Regions from separate parts of the Hordeum vulgare genome. Here region 1 is linked to region 2. Evidence: chromatin contacts called from public Hi-C data. All regions are on one chromosome and are shown on one strand. The core of a region is the stretch at or near the end of the contact, and the rest is flanking DNA. Distances in the headings are between cores, read along the strand shown. Region 1 has its middle 120 kb from the start of LOC123447779. Region 2 has its middle 200 kb from the start of LOC123447779.

Region 1 (7,605 bases), core at 2,455-4,954, 73 kb after region 2:
GGTGTCTAGATCTGAGTTGCACGTGGCAAAAGTTGTCTCAAATCAGTCCTAAATCACCACTATATATAGGAGGGAGGGGGAGGGTAATGCCCGAAAACCTTCCGGTAACCAAATGAAACCATCCTATATATCAATCGTTTCCGGACCATTCCGGAAACCCTCGTGACATCCGTGATCTCATCCGGGACTCCGAAGAACATTCGGTAACCACACATATAACTCAACTATACTAAAACATCATCCAACCTTAAGTGTGCAGACCCTGCGGGTTCGAGAACTGTGTAGACATGCCCCGAGGCACTCCTCGGTCAATATCCAATAGCGGGACCTGGATGCCCATATTGGATCCTACATATTCTTTGAAGATATTATCGGTTGAACCTTAGTGTCAAGGATTCATATAATACCGTATGTCATTCCCTTTGTCCTTCGGTATGTTACTTGCCCGAGATTCGATCGTCGGTATCCGCATACCTATTTCAATCTCGTTACCGGCAAGTCTCTTTACTCGTTCCGTAATACAAGATCTCGTGACTTACACTTAGTCACATTGCTTGCAAGGCTTGCGTGTGATGTTGTATTACCGAGTGCGCCCCGAGATACCTCTCCGTCACACGGAGTGACAAATCCCAATCTTGATCCATACTAACTCAAAGGACACCTTCGGAGATACCTGTAGAACACCTTTATAGTCACCCAGTTACGTTTGTGACGTTTGATGCACAAAAGGTATTCCTCCGGTGCCAGTGAGTTATATGATCTCAGGGTCATAGGAACAAATACTTGACACGCAGAAAACAATAGCAATAAAATGACACGATCAATATGCTACGTTCATAGTTTGGGTCTAGTCCATCACATGATTCTCCTAATGATGTGATCCAGTTATCAAGTGATAACACTTTCACATAGCCATACAACCTTGACTATCATTGATCAACTGGCTAGCCAACTACAGGCTTGCTACGGCAACAGACAACAGCGCCAGAAATTGACACGTTGACGGAGACTGGGCTTGCGTTGGTTTTTCCCTTGAAGAGGAAAGGGTGATGCAGCACAGGAGCAGTAAGTATTTCCCTTAGTTTGAGAACCAAGGTATCAATCCAGTAGGAGAATCTCGTCAAGTCCAGAGTACCTGCGCAAACACAAAAGAGCTTGCACCCAACGCTTTAAAGGGGTTGTCAATCCCTTTAAGATTGATTGCAAAGTGAGATCTGAAGGCAGAAAGTGCAACGAAGTAAAAAGTGTAAGGCTGAAAATATGGTGTGGAGTAGACCCGGGGGCCATAGTGTTCACTAGAGGCTTCTCTCAAAATAGCAAGTATTACGGTGGGTGAACAAATTACTGTCGAGCAATTGATAGAACCGCACAAAGTCATGACGATATCTAAGGCAATGATCATACATATAGGCATCACGTCCGAGACAAGTAGACCGATACTTTCTGCATCTACTACTATTACTCCACACATCGACCGCTATCCAGCATGCATCTAGTGTATTGAGTTCATGACGAACACAGTAACGCCTTAAGCAAGATGACATGATGTAGAGGGATAATCTCAAGCCAATGATGAAAACCCCATCTTTTTACCCTTGATGGAATCAACACGATACGTGCCTCGCTACCCCTTCTGCCACTGGGTGAGGTCACCGCACGGTATGGGCACCAGAACGTGCCCCAGATGGGATCTTGCGGAGACAGAAGCTTGCGGCGGCGAAAAAGTACTTTCGATGATCTCCTGATTTTTTCTGGGATTTTAGGGAATATATAGGCGCAAAACCTAGGGCAGAGGTGGCCTAAGGAGCCCACAAGCCAGGGTGGCGCGGGCCCCCTGGCCACGCCATGAGGGCTTGTGGGGTACCTGCAGGCCCCCTTCCCTGATTCTCCGGCTTCCCGATCTTTTTCTGTTTCAGAAAAAATCTTTTTGGCAGTTTCATTCCGTTGGGACTCCGTTCAAAATCCTCCTCTGAAAGGGGTCAAAAACATGGAAAAAACAGGAACTAGCACTTGACACTGAGTTAATAGGTTAGTCCCAAAAAATATATAAAAGGCATACAAAACATCCAAAGTTTGACAAGATAATAACATGAAACCATAAAAAAATTATAGATACGTTGGAGACGTATCAAGGCTTACTAGGGACATTGTTTTGTCTACGTATCCACACATGTATCTATGTTTTCATTCAATACAATTATAGCATGGATAATAAACGATTATCTTTAAAAAGGAAATATAATAATAACTATTTATCATTGCCTCTAGGGCATATTTTCAACACGCGCACGAGCCTGGGTCACCGCCTCGATTTGAAGTTGTCGCTCTGGAGTGAGCTCGCATATGTGGTGATGAGACTCTGGACCATCCTGACAGAGAGGGAACTGCGAGAGGAGGAGGAGGGCCTTGGGTGGCAGTGGAGAGAAGACGGAGGCGGATGAGCTAGGGCCGGGGGAGCCGTCCGGCTTAAATAGCCGGCCCCGACCTCGGGCGGGGAGCCGGAGCGGCAGACCGTCGGGTTTCCGGCGAGTCCGCATGCGGCCAAGCCGCCAGGCCGACGAGGCGGGCGTGCCCGTGCTCTCCATATCCGCCCTATATTTAGCCTGAAAATGGGGTGCCGATCAACCCGACCGTTTGATGCAGGTTTCAGAGGCTCGTATGGGTCGAACTTTTGTGACCGAACAATGATCGGGCGACCTACCCGGACGTTTGAGGAAGGTTAAGGGATCTGGCTGTAGATGCTGTGACATAAGTATAACGGTTAACTGCATCACGCTCTTTGACGTTCGCAAAATATAAGATGCTTTAAGACAAATGAATGTACGCACACACTCGTTTTGAGAGCATCTACACGCCGAGTCTTCAAATCCTCTTCAAATGTTTGCAAACGCGACCGGCCAGTGACACGAGAGAACGAAGAAATAGAAAACTGACCTAAATGAATCCCTCATATCATAACTATACGTGTGAGTTAACCATGAACCTTCATATTGAGAACTAATGTAGGGAGGATATAAGGACTCACACACGCGTTGAGTCAGTCTGACACATAGAACACGAACCCACACTTGATCATCTTTTTTCTTTCTTTATTCATTCTTTTTCATTCTCTTCATCTTCATCAATCACGTGTAAGTGACCGAACTTACGAGAAAGAAAACAAAAGCATGATTGTAGGGACGGACGAATAGAGGCTTAAAACGAACACCCTTGGTCACCGACGGGGCACGTCTACGGACGTTTGAAGAGTGAAATTAGAGATATGCGGCTGTAGATGCTCTAATGTGTTTAGTCACTCATTTAAGTTTATATATGGTTCATATTAAAATACTCAAAACATTTTATATTTATAACCGATGGAGTACTTGTTTTTAGGTCATTTGGAACTATGTTGGAGTATATTGTTTAGAGGCAGAACAAAACAAACAAAAGTGTCTCCCCTTGAGCGTTTGTAGGCAGGAAAGCCCCACCGTTACAAGTTGTCATGTTTATATATAAAGTTATGACAGCGGCAAATGGAATTGACATTCGACGACGCCCCTATATCGGGCATTTCCCACCCACAAAACGAATCGCTTCGACATCACGCTCTTCGCTCGTCTGTGTATCTTATCCGGTTTTATCCCTGGCCAAACACGAGCACCCTACAATTGTACCACGTACATAGGCACAGCTGCCATGCACTGGAAGTCTGGAAGCGCCAGGACCACGATTCTTCGAAGCCCAGGGGCCCCGCGTGTGTGACAGCAGATGGATTCCGCCCGCATGTTAGGCTAATCATGTCGTTGCTTTTTTCGCGCTGGGGCCTCCTCCTATTAGCAAGTGCGGCGTCCCAATCATCGCTCTGTCCGTCTACACTCGTACAGGACGAAGAGAACCACCGTTTCTCTCGCTATGCCCAGTCATCGGTGTACAACGAAATAAACGACCTTCTCGTTATGTATGTCGACGGAAAAACTGGCTGCATTTTAGTTTAAGACATTGGCCAAAAACCGACGACACTTATCTTGCAACGAAGGAAGTACTTGTTTTTAGAGTAAACTTCAGTTTTCACCCCTCTTTTGACATTTTTGGAATGACTTATCTTATTTGAGAGAAATGAAAATGATAAAATGTGATACAAATTTCGTTAAGGCGGGAAGGAGATGGGGGTCTTGTTCTGCTTTGTAGTAGTGCGGAAGATGATGCGGTGTGTCTCGACCATGTACCGCAGGAAAGACACGCGATGTGTTTCGGTGGGCAGAAAGCCGGACCGGCTAGGAGGGGGAGGCAACTTCACTTACGTAACTGCATCTGTTTTTGGATGTATGACATGTGTGCCAGCCACCTGTTGGGCACATCTGTCATACATTCAAAGAAAGATGCAGTAAGTCACTGAAGCTCGGTCCCTAAGAGCTCAGTCCCTAAGAGGGTGAACAAGGGCGTGAAAAAACCGTCCATGGAGAAAAAAAGGGCGTATCTCGTATGTGTGCCCTGAAAAGTAGAACTTGCTTGATAGAATGTCCTGAAATTAGTTTAAAAGAAAAGATAAAATGCGGCACAAGTTTTGTTAAGTGTGATAAAAGGAATAGGTAATTTGCATCAAAAATAAAAAAGAGGGGGTAAATCTCAAATTCACTCTAATTGTTAGGCTAGTCAAAATAAAAGTATCATAACTAGTATCATGCATGACAACTAGACATTTTTATTAACGTGTCACACGATTAAATGAAGAAAAAGAGGATTGAGTATCACAATATGATACTGTATGACATTAAATGACTTATTATTATGTGTCATGCATAACAACAAATAATGTACCTATGATACTAGGGACCTGTTCGGAGGCCCTCCGGCTCCGCAACCCCACTTCCGGAGTTGGTGGAGCAGCAACTAAAAATCATGAAACGGGGAAAAGGATGCTTCGCAGATCCTTAGATTCTATGGAGCTGGAGGATCATCGAACAACTCCAAAGTTATAATATTATGCATTATAGATGTAGTATCATACACTAGTATCATATATTCCATCCGCTCCATAATATTAGGGTTGCTGGAATATCTGGATGCAAAAGAATGAATTCATTGAAGAATGGTATCCCTAAAGAGAATTGTGTGTGCTTCAAGCTTAAGCAAGATCTTATTTCGGTCGACCATAGAACTAACTTCAAGAGTTAGGTAGAACTTGATCATTGGATGAATTCCTTGGTATGATTTCAACTTTTTTTCCCTTCGTGTTAGAGATAAATTGTTGAATGTTTTTTTTTCGTTCTCTCTTATTACTTTGAATATAGTTTTATTTTTTATAAACTAGTACATGCATACGTGGAATGCACATTGAAATTAGGAAGAAAATTTATGTTGAGCGCTCACCATAGCAATCTAGGTCGTTGGACCGACATGAGTTGAAGGCCGGAATTAATTGGATTTGTTCCTTTGGGTTATTTTATACTAATATAGATATAGATAAAAAAAATACCGCGGAACAACGGTCAAAAAACAATACAAAGTAGTGACAGTATGGATGTGTTGCTTGGTTGAGTGGTAAATAGACACTCATGTTATACTATGAAATAATAGTCCACTTGTCTCCAAATAACTATGGGTGTAAAATTCATTTTTTTCTTTGTTTTTGTTTCTTCATATCTATTTTGCATTATCTTGTGTGCGTATTCATAATTAAATGTCACTTTCATTTCATATTATCGATTTAGCGTTAGCTTGTTTGCGTATTCAGAGTTAAATGTCACTTTAGCTAGCACAAATAAGATCAGCACACATTGGAGATAAATTACAATTACTCTCGCACTGGCCCATGAACTCTCCACTCCTTCCAAACTTCTCAAGAGATAAGCATCACCATGGAGGCGGACATCCTTCTACAATTGGGTCTTTTTGAGATGAGGCCGGTAGACCAGTCATTCATTGAAGCCATATTGGTCCAAAGTTTCTTGTAAGGATTTTGTTACACTTAGGTGTTTGAGCACCATAGACGGAAGAGGTCATCTCGAAACCATATTCCATTATGATGAAGCTTCGTGGTTTCGTTGGGAGCCTCCAATTAAGTTGTGCAGAGAGCCCCAACCTTGTTTGTACAGGTCCGATTGCCGGCTTTAAGGGCACCACTCAGTGGAATCACGACACGTCGCATTGTGTGAGGGCGTGTGGACCATACGGTGGCTTAGTATCATCTTGGGGAGCATTGTACCTCCACACCGCTCCAACGGAGACGTACTCCCCCTCAAAGGGAAGGAACTTCAGAAACACATCCTCGTCTTCATCGGTTCCACTTGTGGTTATTTCTTACCTTTACTTGTATTTACTTCTTGCTTACTATTGTTGTTGTTAGCATCATATATGTTGCTCACTTAGTTGCATATCTAGAGAAGCTATTTGTTGCTATTCTTAATTTATTAAAATAAAATATTAAAATTTGTTAGTTGTCTATTCACCCCCTCTAGTCACCATATCGATCCTTTCAACAACGTAATGGTGTGTCCGAACATCGTAATCGTACCTTATTAGATATAGTGCGTTATATGATGTCTCTTGCCGATTTGCCGTTATCATTTGCGGTTATGCGTCGGAGACAACTGCATTCTCTTTAAATAGACCACCATCTAAATCCGTTGAGACGATGCCATATGAACTATGATTTGGCCAGAAACCAAAGTTGTCGTCTCTTAAAGTTTAGGGATGTGATGCTTATGTCAAAAAGCTTCAACCAGAAAAGCTCGAACCCAAAGCGGAGAAATGGGTCTTCATAGGATACCCAAAAGAGATAGTTGGTATACCTTCTATCTCAGATCCAAAGGCAAAGTGTTTGTCGCTAAGAACGGAACATTTCTTGAGAAAGAGTTTATCTCAAAAGAATTGTGTGGGAGGAAGATAGTACTTGATGAGGTTGATAAACCTTCACTTCAACCAGAGAATAGCGCAATGCGGAAATATGTTTGTGTAGATCATACATCAATTGAAGAGGAAGCTAATGATGATGATCATGGAGCTTCGGATCAAGCTGCTATCGAACCTCGTAGGTCGACAAGGGCACGCACTACTCTTGAGTGGTACGGTAATCATGTATTAAAAATCATGTTGTTGGACGACAATGAACCTACGAGCTATGGAGAAGCGATGGTGGGCCCAGATTCCAACAAATGGTTAGAGGCCATGAAATGAGAGATAGGATCCATGTATGAAAACAAAGTATAGACTTTCAAAGTATTACCTGAAGGGAGAAAGGCCATTCTGAATAAATGGATCTTTAAGAAGAAGACGGACGCGAACAGTAATGTCGTCGTCTATAAAGCTTGACTTGTGGCAAAAAAATCACAAGTTCAACGAGTTGACTACGATGAGACTTTCTCACCCGTACCAATGCCAAAGTCCGTCAGAATCATGTTAGCAATAACTGCATTTTTCGATTATGAATTGGCACCTGGATGTCAAATCAGCGTTCCTTAATGGTTTACTTAAGGGAGAGTTGTACATGATGCAACCTAAAGTTTTTGTCGATCCAGAGAATGTTGACAAGGTGTGCAAGCTCCAGCGATCCATTTATGGACTCGTGCAAGCATCTCGGAGTTGGAATCGGCGGTTTGGTGAGGTGATCAAGGCGTTTGGGTT
Region 2 (7,364 bases), core at 2,011-4,510:
GAGATCGTTGCCTTCTCTCACTTAATTCTCATGAGTAACCGGTTATCCTTTGGCATGGCAGCTTTTTCATTGGTGACAACAACATCGTCGTCATCATCGTCCAACCCAATGGATTGGTGGGAGCTTGAGCCATCATTCCTCTTCTTTCCGGCCTTGAGGTCGGTCACAACTTGTCGCCACTTTGGCTTGCCATCCAATAAGAGCCAACAATGGCTAAAAGCAAATGGCCTCTCTTCGGTCTCGTGATACAAAGTGTCCGCCACCGTCATCTAGCATACAAAATACGTGTGAGAACATGGGCCGGATCATCATTCTTATTGATCATACTTACCAAGTATGTCTCCTACACGGTCATGGTTTGCAAGCAATCATCTTTTGCGAACTAGTGAACTATACGAAACATTAATCATTAGATTGGACATGAGCAAATGTACCTGGTCTTGTTGAGGCATTTCATCGAACATGTCGAATGCAGCCCGGGAGGTGGGGTTGCCCATGCTCACCCGCTCCTGAACGAGCTAGGGGACTAACAGTCTTGGACCGACGATTGCTGCGTGGCCGAAAAGCTCTCCGAAAGGGTCCAGGCGGCCGTCTCATCCTCCTCCTCCTCGATCTTGACGATGTCGTACAACATAATCCACGCTGGTGCTTGCATGAATGGGGTGACGGGAGCTCGGCGCGCCAGGGGAGACGTCTCGTCAATGAAGCCTACATGTAGTGGTGCGGCCAACTCCCTCTGTTGCTGTCGGCAATGGTGCAGATTACGGGCAATGTTCTTCGGCTTGGAAGGCGAAGCGGAGGAATGGCCCCCGACGGACGAGGCAGAATGTGTCTCCATCATGGTGTCGGGGACGGGGTGGAAGACACCACGACGGTGGATCGGGACAGGTGGTGAGATGGAGAGCGTGCCGGATGGCGAGGGGTCGGGCGCGGAAATGTTGGCGGGTGGCGGGAGGAGGAGAAATGATTTGAGGGAATTGGTGCAATTTGAGGTAGGGTCAGGCTGTCGGGTCCGACGTGGTGGGCGTGCCCGGGCACGCACGGGCTCCCCCATATCCGCCCTATATTTGAACTAGAAATGGAAGTGCCGGTCAGGCCGGGCGTTTGAGGTCGGTCTGAAAGACCCGTCTGGATCGATTATTTGTGACCGGGCGGCCTGACTAGGCGTTTGAGGAGGGTTTGAGAGGTCCCGGTGTAGATATGTATTCCATGAGTATATATGTAGTTTTAAATATTTGAAACACAAATGTGTGAATTCTGATTTTTGTTTTTCAAACGCATCCGTAGAGCTCGAGCTCCATTTAGCATTTTCACGATATTAGAGTATCTCTGGCAGCACGTGGAAACGGATGTATTTTCTTGTTTCGAATGACGCCAATGACGAGAGTGCAAAACATGCATCCAGAAAGGAACCTGCAAAAACACACATCGTCTAAATGGCCTTGGACGGCGTCCACACGCATGGATGATGTGGACACGATGTGCTGACAAGAATTTCTTCCTGCACAACGAGAAAACTGCAAGCTTGAATGCGATCAACGATTTTTATTTTGAGGCGGAAAGAGTTTTTAGAAACTGAACCAGATGATATATATAACGAATGGAAAACGAGTTGTTCATCGCATGGCGTAGATCAGAGCAAATATCCTATGGAATTATTAACACCTCAAGTATCTTTTTTCTGGCAAAAAAGAGAAAACACCTCAAGTATCTTAAGCAGTCCTAAAAAATAATCTTAAGAACATCTCTACCAGACCCGTAATTGTAAAATTCCAGTGATTATGCGAATTTGGACCGTTTTAACTGCTAGAACAAACATCAAACATCGTAAACGAGGTCCGGCTCGTATTTTTTTTGCAGTGGCCCGCAAATGAAACCCCTTAACCACTGTATATGCGGGTTCGGCTATTGGATACGGGCCCGAACCCTATCCCTCCACCATCGCGAAAAATCCCCACACCTCATCGTCGACGCCTCAGATCCGCCACGCGCGCCTACAATCCGTCGCCTAGCCGCTTCAATCCACCGCCCAAGATGACAAACTCCGATGGACGTGGCAACGATGACCCCGAGAGGGCGTGTCGCGTCAGAACCGACGCGGCGCGGAAGCGCGCCGCCCTGCGGTACACGCGCTCGGGCCTGTCGTCGGCGCCATCGCGAGACAGAGGAGTACGACCGCGCGTGCGGCCGCCTCTTCTCCGGGAGCTCCTTCGAGGCGTCGAGCTCGCGCTCACGCTCCTCGCTTCCCCCGGTGAATAGGGAGATAGAGAGGCTCCCTTCGGTGAAGATGGAGCCCGAGGTCGAGGCGGGGCCGGAGCGATGTGGAGGGGTCGTCGTCGGACCAGAGGACTTCCTCCCCCCGGTGGAGGCGGACACCCTTTTGCCCGCGCTGCTAGCTTGTAGTGCGCGGGAGGCGGAAGAGGACCGACAGCGCCGCCAGAGGGACGAGGAGATCGACACCGTGCTCTACGAGCAGGGTGCCACGTCGGCCCTCGCCTTCGGTGACAAGGTGGAGGAGTGGCGCCGCGAAGCCACTGTGCAGGAACACATCTACGTCGAGCTGTCCTCCTCCGACGGCGATGACTGAGCGTTGCCGCATCTACTACCGCATGAGCTCGAGTGACCTTAATTTTGTGTAGTGCGATAGGGTAGTTATTAGCTTCGGTGAGCTCCGGTAGGGTTAGCTTAGCTCTACCCCCTCTAGTGGTTGTGCAGAATAGAACATAGTATTTATGATCGTATAGTATGTGATGAACTATGAATGATCATTGTGGTTGTAATTTCTTTTGCGAAAGCTTTTTTAAAATTATACAATTTCATATACATGATCTATTCCGCAACATAAGATTTCGCTCCATAAAACCTCGCGTCGTCAAACTCTAAACAACTCTTACCGGTCGCAAAAATGCGGGATCTTCTACAGATGCTCTAAGCAGAAAAGGTTGCTCACCAGGAAAAAGGTAAAATGCTAACGCAAGAAAGAGAAGAATCGTGCTTCTCACTGCTTGATGCTGGCATTCGCACTTTCGCAGTAGCAGAGGATGCGGCAAATTAAGGACGCGACATCAGCTACGATGGGCTAATTATAACAGCATAACGACCAACGGACAAACGAACACCGTACACTGCTGCACCCGCCAAAGGCGTTGGCCGCGACCTCGACATGGTACCCGCCAGTAAACGCGTGCCTACGGCCCAGTCACAGTGTCTTCCCATCGCCTCTCGCTACCAGGTGATCGAGCCGCTACGTAATGGTGCTGGCTAGGCCAGTTACGTGCATAGGCACAACCCAATGCCAGGATGATCGCTGATCGGTGCAGTGCAGCACACCGCTGGCCGATTCTCTGCCCTCCACCGTCTCTTTCTTCGGCAGCTGTCGATCCCAATTTGCCTTGTCTATCATTGTGGGCGATGGTCACAGCACCAATAATCATGGCTTGCTTGATAGGTATCCATGTCGGCGTAATTTGCGTTTTGGCCACTTGTTTGCTCATGAATTACGGCATTAAAGCTTGAAGTGACAGTTTATTACCTTTTATTTTTTTAGTCAGCATATAAATTTTGGTTTAAGTCAAACTTTGTAAATTTGACTGACTTCCTAGAAAAAAATATCAACATCCATAATATGAAATCAATATTATTTGATGCATCATGAATACAATTTGGTATCATATAGTTTTAGTATTGTAGATGTTGACATTTTTTTTAGGTAAACTTGATTAAACTTTGCATATTTCAACGTGAAACAAATCTTCTGTATAGAGTAAAAAGAAGTGAAGAGAGTATACAGGGGTTTCGGTTTCGGTTTAGAGCTCATTTGATATGTAGGATTTTTAAAAGATTTTCGCTGGATTCTGGTGTGATTCTACAGAATCTAGCGAAAATCTTTTACGGGTTAGAGGAATTGATGATCATTTATAACTGAAAAATGCATAGACAGCTGCTTAACAAAAGCTCATCGGCGATAACTTTGATGTGTCATAGTTACTCGTACATATTTTACGGGTTCGTTTAAAAACGGATTATCATTTCTAAATTGCTCGGCCCATGTGTACGTACAGATGGCACTTTCAGACACAGACATGCGGTTGACTGGCCGCACGACGGCTAGCTGGATATGGACCATGGACGCGCACAATATCCAACTTGGCAGGCAACTCCAAGAAACGAACATGGGCGTGCAGGTCGAATATGAGGAAAATGATGATTCGAGAGCGATGTGCGCGCATGACATTTTAGTCCATGCAATGCATCCTTCCCCATAATCAGGTTTGGATACTTTCTTCAGATCGACAAGCGGTGGTGTGGAGGGCGTGGTGGTTTCCTCGGCAGCACATCAGGTCAGATTTGTTCTGACCGATGCGACCGGCGGTGGTGGCCATCTCTTTCGTGAGAGGTGGTCGGCTGGAGGCTGGGTGTTCAGATCTCCGAATCCGTGATCCAGTACTGGCTGCGAGTCGGGGAGACATAGTTGTCGGTGAAAACCGAGCCGACGGCGAGCGATAGCGGCGTTCTACGTCGTTACCTTGATGAAGGCATCATTGTGTGACTTATGTCGACCCACTCGTACTGCTCTGGGGAAACCCTAGGATCTGGTCTTCCAGATCGGACGATGACGATACTGCGGTGGCGTTTCTTTCTTGTGAGCATCGTTTGTGGAGCAGTGCTGGTGGTGAGAGGGAGAAGGTGGAGCGGCTTCGTCTTGCATGGAGCTTCGGTGAAGTTGTCAAGTCATGCCTGGCCGACAGGTGCTACGCTTTGTCATGCCTGGTCGGCAGGTGCTACGCATGACAGATCTTCTAGAGACTTCAAGCTGTGTCGGCTGGTGGTACTTGGCGGCATGGAGCTGAGGTGTACCGGCGGCGACCGCGACGTGCTCAGCAGTTCGCGCGCAGGGTGGTGGTGCCATTGAGCGTCGTGGTGGCATTGACGGCAGATAGATCAGGCAAGGATGATGCGTCAGTACAACTCTGAAGATGGAGTAGTGGCAGTTGGTGGCGGCATATGAGAGCATGCCGGACCGGTGGGTGCCCCATACCCGACAAGTGACTTGGTTGGGGCCTCAGGTCTTAGATATTAGGCTTGTTTGCGAGGTGTGTGGTATTAGGCCCGGACTATCAGCGTCCCTTCATCAGATGGATAGGAGTAGCGACAGTTGTCGCTTAGACGGTGGGTTTAGACTTATTGTTATATTTCTTTATAAGGTCTTTTGTAAATAATTAATAAAATGACTGCATGCATCGTCCAGATGAACGATCTTCCTTTTCTAAAATAATATAATATAATAATAATCAGGTTTGGATTGGATGGATCATCGGCCAGTACGTCTTGCGCAACGTATGTACGCAACCCCCAAAACTCCTCGAGGATGAGGCGGCCCCGTGCACCGCGCACATGCGTACGTAGTACGTTCACGAGCGCGCACTGTGTTGTGAGACCCGTGAGGCCTGTGCATGCAGCAGCGCGCAGGTGAGGCGCGACGTACGATGACCGCAATGCGTGTGCGGTGTGCCAACGCCTGCTTGGAGCTATTAGCTGCCGCCGCTTGCCATACATGCATGCACGGGCGCAGAAGCACGTCGCCGCCGTACCGCGGTGTGAACCCATGGCCGTGAGGAGTTTACGTGTCTCCCTGTTCATATGGTCATGACGTAAGGAAATCAGGCAGCTAATAACATCTTCAACCATGACTTATAAATTCGAACCCTCTAACATCACGGACACGTCTGATCAATGACTGAACGTGTCTTCTATTTGTTCGTCCGTGTGGCCAAACTTTTCTTTTTGTTCGTCATATGTTCCATCACTTGCACGTGATTGACGAAGAGAAAGAAAGAAGAAAATAATAATAAATAAAGAGAAGAAAAAGTGATCCGGGATAGAATCACGTCTTAGGACTGACCAGGCGCGCAATGACAGAGCTAGCTAAGTATGGCTGGAGGGGCAAGGGGGAGAAATGACTATACTTATCTTTAATCTTAGAGCAACTTTAATGGGGCGACCCATTTCGTCACTCGCCGTCCGTTTGGATCGGCGCAGACAAAAGAGGAGGCCCAACACGTCGACCCAAACCCAAATCAAGTCCGCTTTGCGTCCGCGTCGACGCATTTGCGGCCCAAATTTGCGCACCAAATGCGCCGACGCGGACTCGGAACGGACGCCACGCGCGCCTTCTCGTTGTCTGCCGCGTCCCAACCTAGCGGTCGTCCAACTACCCGCGACCTACATGGTCAGCTTAATTTATGACCTCGGGCCCACGCGTCAGCGACGGCGGTCGTCCTTTTTTAAGCCGACCGTGCGGCGGGGCCGACCTCATCTGCTTCCAGCCAGCCCCGTCCCCATCTAGCCACACTCGCTCCCCCATCGCCGGCAAACCCTAGCCACCACAGTCGTGCCAGATGTGGCTCTTCTCCGGCGCCGGCAGCAGCAAGGCCTAGAACATGTCCCCCGCCATTCCCTTTCCCTCGGAGTTCCTCCCGCCTCCGCCGGCGCCGGCTCGCTGGCCAAGGCAGCGCGTCAACGTGCGAGTGCACCAGGCGGAGTGGCACTGGCAGCACTGTGTGCCTCTCCCGTATCCCGACGCCACCATGCCGCATGACTGGCACCTAGATCTGGAGAGGATCCTAGTGTCGGCGGCGCCGCGGTCGGCTAGGGTGCACGCGGAGGAGGTGCTGCGCCGACGGGCGCTCCTGACACCGGAACAACATCGCGACCCTGCCTATGCAACCGACTTGCCCAACTGGGCTCGCTGGTTCGCCTTCGAGCACGAGGAGGCGAGGCGACGTGGCGTTCGCTAAGTCGACCGCACCATGCCACCGCCCCTGCTCGTCGTCCACGAGGAGGACCAGGCGGCCCTTACGGCGGTCTACCGCGAGAGCGAGGAGGACGAGCATCGCAGGGCGGCGGTGGCCGAGCAAGAGGAGGCGGCGTATGAGGCGGCGATGGCGCAGGCCATGGCCGTCTCCGCGGCGGGCGACTGCGTCCTGCCGCCGTTGACCCCGCCATCCCCTGTCAAAGCCGAGCCGGAGCCGTCTCCCATCAAGCGCTACTCTTGGACGGGAATGGTGCGCGAGTGGGTCAGCGCGTCACCGGTCTGGGTTGGGGCGACGCTCGCGCAGGACACGGTGTACCTCATGTTGGAAATATGCCCTAGAGGCAATGATAAAATGGTTATTATCATATTTCCTTGTTCATGATAATCGTCTATCGTTCATGCTATAATTGTATTAACAGGAAACACTAATACATGTGTGAATGAATAGATCACAATGTGTCCCTAGCAAGCCTCTAGTTAGCTAGCTCGTTAGTCAATAGATGATCATGGTTTCCTGATCATGGACATTGGATGTCATTGATAACGGGAT

Evidence for each region. Hi-C and Micro-C count contacts between places; a contact is called where the count stands out from the background.
Region 1: a contact with region 2 is called in a Hi-C map of seedling, with 1.8 times the contacts expected there. The contact joins two enhancer-like sites. A contact is called at or near these places in 2 of 6 Hi-C or Micro-C datasets (leaf and seedling).

What each region holds. Positions count from the first base shown.
Region 1 is chr4H:39,960,672-39,968,276 of MorexV3_pseudomolecules_assembly, forward strand. No RefSeq gene overlaps it. Among protein-coding and RNA genes, the nearest start is that of LOC123447779, 120 kb to the right of the region's middle. Within about 2 kb of position 3,705, at least 3 of the 3 cell types and tissues checked have open chromatin away from gene starts, as enhancers often do. A contact at or near this core is called in leaf and seedling, where this site is marked.
Region 2 is chr4H:39,888,196-39,895,559 of MorexV3_pseudomolecules_assembly, forward strand. No RefSeq gene overlaps it. Among protein-coding and RNA genes, the nearest start is that of LOC123447779, 200 kb to the right of the region's middle. Within about 2 kb of position 3,261, at least 3 of the 3 cell types and tissues checked have open chromatin away from gene starts, as enhancers often do. A contact at or near this core is called in leaf and seedling, where this site is marked.